Linked DNA regions of Ovis aries: region 2 is linked to region 1. Evidence: chromatin contacts called from public Hi-C data. All regions are on one chromosome and are shown on one strand. The core of a region is the stretch at or near the end of the contact, and the rest is flanking DNA. Distances in the headings are between cores, read along the strand shown. Region 1 holds the start of EIF2D (eukaryotic translation initiation factor 2D). Region 2 overlaps MAPKAPK2 (MAPK activated protein kinase 2).

Evidence for each region. A called contact is a pair of places that touch in the nucleus more often than the background predicts.
Region 2: a Hi-C map of muscle shows a contact between it and region 1, with 2.3 times the contacts expected there. The contact joins the enhancer-like site here to the promoter of EIF2D in region 1. A contact is called at or near these places in 2 of 16 Hi-C or Micro-C datasets (liver and muscle).

The regions. Positions count from the first base shown.
Region 1 is chr12:4,206,252-4,209,841 of ARS-UI_Ramb_v3.0, reverse strand. EIF2D (eukaryotic translation initiation factor 2D) reads left to right here and starts at 1,802. Exons shown (of 15, transcript XM_042257013.2): 1 at 1,802-2,048; 2 at 2,994-3,184. The coding sequence starts at 1,993.
Region 2 is chr12:4,326,099-4,329,831 of ARS-UI_Ramb_v3.0, reverse strand. The region is part of intron 1 of MAPKAPK2 (MAPK activated protein kinase 2); the gene reads right to left. Among named protein-coding and RNA genes, the nearest start is that of MAPKAPK2, 38 kb to the right of the region's middle. Within about 2 kb of position 2,426, at least 23 of the 54 cell types and tissues checked have an H3K27ac peak or open chromatin away from gene starts, as enhancers often do. A contact at or near this core is called in liver and muscle, where this site is marked.

The DNA of each region.
Region 1 (3,590 bases), core at 553-3,052:
TCAACAGCACAGAGTCTGGCATCACAGCCTCTGAGTGTGACTGGGTGGGAGCCCAAGGGAATAAGGATCTACGGCCCTCCCCTCCTCTGGGCTCCTCTGACTTTGACTTTGTGGCTGGGTGGCTCAGAATAAAGGCGTGATGGGTCAGAAGTGTAGGAGGAGCTGGAGTTGGGGCTGGCCCCACATTAGAGGCAGAAATGGTGGTGGACAGAGACTGCTGAAGATCTAATCTTTATAGCCAAGGTGGACTTCTTTACGTAACTGTGTCATCAAATGAAAGCAATTAGGATTTTTTTTTCTTGGTGGATGGACACTCTGCTCTGAAATTTTCATAAGCAAAATTCAACTGAGTAGGGGCCAGGACCCCAGGTGTTTAAATCTGTGTCTCCAGGGTACACAGTGATCCCTTTCAGGGAAACCCAAACTCTTACTTCTGTCTGAGACTGATTTTTTTTCTTTGTTTTGGATAATATCTACAATTTATTGGAAAATTTCAAAACACTGTGCAGCATATTACATACATCATCTCAATCGTTTCTCACAGAAGCCCAGTGAGGTGGATATTACCTCCACATCTTAGAGATTGTAAGAGTTTCAGAAAGGATAAACCACTGGGAAAGATCAAACTGCTAGGGAGAAGCCAAACCATAATTTGATCTTACTACTACTACTACTACTACTACTACTACTAGTAAGCTGCTTCAGTCGTGTCCGACTCTGTGCAACCCCATAGACGGCAGCCCACCAGGCTCCCCCGTCCCTGGGATTCTCCAGGCAAGAACACTGGAGTGGGTTGCCATTTCCTTCTCCAGTGCAGGAAAGTGAAAAGTGAAAGTGAAGTTGCTCAGTCGTGTCCGACTCTTCACGACCCCATGGACTGTAGCCTACCAGGCTCCTCCATCCATGGGATTTCCCAGACAAGAGTACTGGAGTGGGTTGCCATTGCCTTCTCTGAATTTGATCTTACTAGGTCTGAAAAATTATTTTTTCCTGAGCACTCTACATTTTAAAAATTGCTTTGGAAACACCCCCCCACCCCGAAATAATGTCTAAATGCAAAAACGTACATGCGTGCATGCTTAGTCACTCAGTCACTTACAACTCTTTGTGACCCAGTGGACTGTAGCCCACCAGGCTCTTCTGTACACTGAATTTTCTAGGCAAGAACACTGGAGCAGGTTGACATTTCCTACTCCAGGTAATCTTGCGCACCCAGGGATGGAAGCCGCATCTCTTGCGTCTTCTGCATTGGCAGCAGGATTCTTTACCACTGCAGCCACCTGGAAAGCCTGAATGTAAAAGGTACAGAAAGATGTCCAAAGCTGTTTTAAATAACAGATTTGAAGATCATTTGTATAGTTTCCCCCTCTCAGTAGGAGGTCAAATCTGGGACTAAAGTGGATTCCTTGTTATTATCACATCATGTAAAATAAAAAAAAAACAGGGAGGAGAAAAATCTCAGAATTCCAGCTGTGGCCCATAGTGTACGATAAAATGCAAAGATCTTAGTAAACCAAAGCCCTTAAGGAAAGCATTCGAGAGGCCTGCGATTTTAATAAAACCCAAAAGTTCAATTAACTTTGCGCAGCTTAACTAAATTGAATGGGATGAGAGCTGGCAGAGGGCCTACTCGACACACCACGGCGCTGATGGATGGAAATGACCGGAATCTCTTGGTCCGGAAGGGTTACTGCAGCGGGAGCCGCGCCTGCCGCTCGCGCAGGCGCAGAACCAGGCGGCCAGGATGAAGGGGCGGGGCGCACCGCTCTGAGCAGGAATCGCAGTCCCGCCTTCGGGCTTCAGTTCCCGGCCTTGCCGCTAGGGGCGGCCGCGAAGCTGAGCGGGCTCGGTTTCCAGCCGGGCCGCTTTCCCAGCCGGGCCTCAGCATGGCTGCCCCCAGGGCCGCGGGCCTGGCAGCCGCCGTGCATCCGCTTTCCTGACAGCTCGCGGCGTCTGTGGTCTCCCTCTCTTTCCCAGGCCACTCCAGCGGACATGTTTGCCAAGGCCTTTCGGGTCAAGTCCAACACGGCCATCAAGGGGTCGGACAGGTGAGGGGGAAGAGGGTCCCGTGCTTGCCCACGAGGGCATCCCAGCGTCTCTCGAGCTTGGCCGGCTCGCAGCCTTTCTGTGCTCGGTCAGCCGGCCTGGGGTGGAGGCCGAGGGGCACAGCCGGAGAAGGGACTCCAGAGCGGGGCAAGGGTGAGTTAGACATATTTTGAGGGTGAAAATGGGAGCGGAGGCCCGAGTTATCTCCCAGGCTGTCTTTTTTTTTTTGGATATTCTAGTGAGTTTCAAAGAAACGTTATTCAGTCAGCGCGTGTTGACTGTAGTCTGCTCAAAGTGTCGTGGATGTTACAGAAATGAAGGAATACGGGATCCCTGCCCTACTTGGAGCTTTGCGTCCCTTGGGAGAGAGTGGACGGGGTACAGAGGACTACAGGTATATGAGAAGTGTCTAGTCACTTCTCATATCTGGCGGGAGAGACACATGGAAGGTGAGGTGGTAGTAGATGAGCCATAGGTGGTAACTGTATCTGTTCAGACAGTGTTGCAAACGCAGATATCACCTTGGGGATTTTAGAACCAATGTTCTCTAGTTGTCATTCTTGATGCCCTGGTGTATCTGTTTGATCATAAGCTGTTAGATTTGCCATCCATATATGAGAAAGGGGCAGATCCAAGAGTTACGCGTGGAGTCAAGAAGGCAGGACTTGAGTTTCCAGTGGCAGGCTAACTTGGACTGCTCACCGGGTCTCAGTTTTTTCTTTCTTTCTTTGTGAAGTACAAAGACATGCCTCAGGAACATGTGAAAGTAGATAAGACACTGGATGAGAAAGATAATGGGATGTTTTGGAAGAGTGTGTGAGAATAGGGCATCATCAACCAGACTTCCTTGGTCCTCATGATTTTTAATAGTAAGTCTTTCTGAGTCCTCAATATTTATTAAAATCTATGCAGGCAGCCTTCATACCAGGTATGTGTGCCCTCTGCAGGAGAAAGCTTCGGGCTGATGTGGCAGCTGTTTTCCCCACTCTTGGAACTGATCAGGTCTCTGAGTTAGTGCCGGGAAAGGAAGAGCTCAACATTGTAAAGCTGTATGCTCACAGAGGAGATGCAGTGACTGTGTACGTGAGTGGTGGTAACCCCATCCTGTTTGAACTGGAGAAAAATCTGTATCCAACAGGTATGGCAGTGGCATAGAGATGCCCTTACTGTGGTCTCTGCCTAATATTTGTTTCTCCTTGTTTCTTCCATTAACCTGTCTTCCTTAAAACAAATGAATGCAAAATCTCCCTAAGAATTTTTTTGTGTTTCGTGTCTCTAGAATTGGATCATGCAAAACCAGAAACTGCTATAGAAGGGAGGGGGGAAAAGGGCTAACACAAAGCAAGGGTTGTTGCCGAGGGAAATGCTAAGGTGAAGAAACACTTGTTTCTAGAGGGTTGACCAGGAATGGAGCAGAGGTCTTGAAAAGGGTTGAGTTTCAGTGAAATGAAAGTCGCTTAGTCATGTCAGATCTTTGTGACCCTATGGACTGTTTAGTCCATGGAATTCTCCAGGCCAGAATACTGGAGTGGGTAGCCATTCCC
Region 2 (3,733 bases), core at 1,177-3,676, 120 kb before region 1:
CGTTTACTAAGACCCAACACTGGTCAGGTAGCACTCTGCAGCAAGTCTGCAGAGGCCTCTGGAAAGGGGCAGAGAAAGCGGCATGTCTCCTGCGCATGGCACCTGGTGCCAGGACAGTCACTCTGGTACCAGGGGCTACCCTGAGGTGGGGGTGGCACAGCGGAGCACTAAGACACCTGCTGGGAAGCGCACGAGTCTTGGTGAAGAAGATCAGATGGCCAGAGAGGAGCCCGATTACACAGGAAGGGGAAAGGCAAACAGGTGCTCCCAACAATAAAGCTAACATTCAGTTATGCTGTGGTCTATGACACGCTGGGCTTTGCCTTACTGTACAACTGCTGCCCGTTTTACAGGCTGAGGAAATTGAGGCTCACAGAAGCAACGTGTCCCAGGCTCATTTCCTGGGGGAAGCCAGGGCTGGAATCCAGGCCATGTGGATTCCGAAGCCTAAACCTTTTCCACGATACCATGCAACTTTTAGAGGAGGGGTGGAAGCCAAGACTTGTTAGTCTCAGATCACCAAATGCAAACTGGTTTCAGAGACACAACCCCCAACAGGTGCCCAGATAATTCAGTCTCCTAGGGAGCAGTCACCATGAGGTCACACTGCCACCTGGTGGCAGTATAGGGACACTGCACAGATCCTGAGTTTGCTCCCTTCAACTTCATTCATTCAAAAAGGTTATTTTCCCTTCCCACACCCTATGAAAAGGAGGAAGAGACTCTGGCCAATCTCATTTGAAAGTATTTCAATTCAACAAGCATTTACAGAGCTCCTACTATGGACCACACGTTGTGCTAGATGTGAAAACCAGAGAGTCCCAGTCTGAAAGAGACAGTTGGACGGCATCATTGGACATGAGTTTGAGCAAATTCCGGGAGATGGTGAAGGACAGGGAAGCCTGATGGGCTGCAGTCCATGAGGTCGCAAAGAGTCAGACACGACTGAGCAACTGAACGACCTGAAAAAACTCAAACTGGGGGAAGGGGTGTGAGCGAAGGCTGCCACACAGAAAATGCTTATAACCCAGTGAGAAGCTGCTGTGAGACTGCTAAATTCAGAGTTCAAGAGAAAGAGTTCTCCCCGCAGCCCCAAAAGAAAGACCTCTGTCGCCCTCTACAGGCACACAGTGCTGAAGCCCAAGCTGTCACAGTCACTCAGAGGCAACAGGAGGTCAAGGATCTGCAGTTAGGAGGCACTTGGGCCTGGGTCTGAAATCTGTCCATTTCTGGTTGCACAGCCTTGGAGAGACCGTCACCTTTTGAGCCTGCTCCACATCTGCGAGTCAGGGGTTACAATATCTGCCTCCCTCCCTCACAGAGCCACTGCAAGCTTCTAATGAAAGAACCTCTGAGCACACTTTGTTATCAGAAAGGCGCTCACCTCTGCAAGCCATCAGTGTAGCTGCCACAGCACAGGGGCCCTCTCAGTCACCTCTGAGTGAGGCTGGAACACCCTGATATAACCGACAAACCCTGATGTTACAAGTCACCAGCAAGACCATAGGCTGGGTTTGCGTCTGCAGCCCCATGACCACCGCCTAGAAACCAGCTCTGCTCAAACTTTCCACAGCTGTGCTAAGTGAGCACGCTGCTACTGCTGCTGCTGCTAAGTCGCTTCAGTCATGTCCGACTCTGTGCGACCCCAGAGACAGCAGCCCACCAGGCTCCTCCGTCCACAGGACTCTCTAGGCAAGAACACTGGAGTGGGTTGCCATTTTCTTCTCTAAGTGAGCACACACCAAGGCCCAAACCCACGTGCACGCCCCCCAGCCCCTCCTAAACTCAGAGTACACATTGCAGGATCTGCCTGCTCTCTTTACCTCAGACACAGCAACGTGTGGGGCATCAGGCAAAAGAGAACGTGCAGCCAGGAAGCCTGGGTTCACATTCCGCCTTCAGATTTGCACACAGTTCACTCCGTAGCTGGCAGAGGAGGTGGAGTGACATAGCACAACAAACCTGGCTTTGCGAGTCGCACACAATCTGCATCCCAGTTCTGCACTACTCAGCTTGTCAAAACAAGAAAACAGGACAGAGGAGTACTTGAAAGTACTGCAGCCCCTTAGAATTTGAAAATTCTAAGAGAAGCAGAGTAAGAATCCCCACGAACACTAGTAACTGACAGGCAGGGTTGTGTCCGACATCCTTGAATGGATATAAAAATCGGCCCACAGTGAAAGCAAGACCTTCGACCCGGTGAGGCTTCCAGGCTGGCTGATGTCATGGGGCAGAGCCGTGAAGAGCCAAAGAGGCTGTGTGGACAGCTGTGGGGCACCGACGCGCCCAGAGGCTGGCAGGAACGTGCTAATCTGGAGGACTGGGCTGAGCAGAGACCAACAGGGGAGGTGCTGAGCTCTGGCCCGAGGAGCGGCAGGGAGAGGAAGCAGGATTCTGGTGCGCCGCCAGGGGCCACCAGCAGAGGAACGCAATAGGCTTGACCAGGAGCCAAGAGAGTCACATGGAAAGGCTTCCACCTCTTCAGCCTGGACAAGGACAGGAGAGGCCAAAAGGCCCAAGACCGCAGTCCTGAGGGCCCACAGCTGAGGGAAGAAAGGGTCTTCCCACCAAAAAGCCAGAGGCCCGGAGACAAGGAATGCCTGAGGGGATTATAAAACATTTTAAGCCCATGCTAAGCCTGCAATGGATACTGTGACTTGCCAGGGCCCCCCAGGGTTTGCCTCTGAAATTCCCTTCCCCAGTGGAGAAGGTTAACTGTCACAGGTGCTAAACTGCAATGCAACAGGTAAGGCCACCTGCCTACAGGGGTGCCAGGAGGCAGGGCCAGACTAGTGCCCGCTGCCTGGGGAGGAACCTCTAGGGTAAAACTCCAATTCAAAGAGATACGTGCATCCCAATAGCAGCACTATTTACAACAGCCAAGACAGGGAAGATGTGGTGCATAAATACACTGGTAATGCCATCTGTAGCAACACGGATGGACAGAGAGATTATCACACTAAGCGAAGCAGAGAGAAATATCACATGGTATCATTTATATGTAGAATCTTAAAAAAAATGATACAAATGAACTTATTTACAAAAGAGAAAAAGACTCACAGACAGAAAACAAATTTATGGTTACCAATGGGGAAAGGGGAAGGGGACGGATGACTTAGGAATTTGGGATTAACAGATATACACTGCTATATAGAAAGCAGACGGTCAACAAGGACCTACTGCATAGCACAGGGAGCTCTACTCAGTATTCTGTGATAAACTATGCGAGAAAAGAATCTGGAGAGCAGTGAATATACATACACACAGCTGAATCCCCGCGCTGGACACCTGAAACTCACAACACTGTAAATCAACTATACTCCAATTCCAAAAAATTTTAAATCCAAAACAAAGCACTGTTCCATGCCTCCGTCTTCGCTGGAATCTGGAGGCAAAAAGGACCGTCTGCCTCATATCCCTCACCAAATGAAACTTCCATCACGGGACCACATGACGACCCGGGGTGGTGGGGGGGGTGGGGGTCAGCATTCTACGCCTAGGTGAGCCAGAGAAGTGGAAAGAAACAGAGGCCGGGGTCTGGGCGCTGCTCCCCAGCGAGGCCAATCTGCGGAAGACAGGAAGAACAAGCCCCAGGTCCCCGGGGACCATCCCTCACAGGCTCCAGCACTTGCCAAGCGTGCAAAGTTGGGGAATCCCTTTGTGCCTCAGTTTCCTGATCTACTAGTTCAGTCGTTCAGTCGTGTCTGACTCTTTGCGACCCCATGAACCGCAG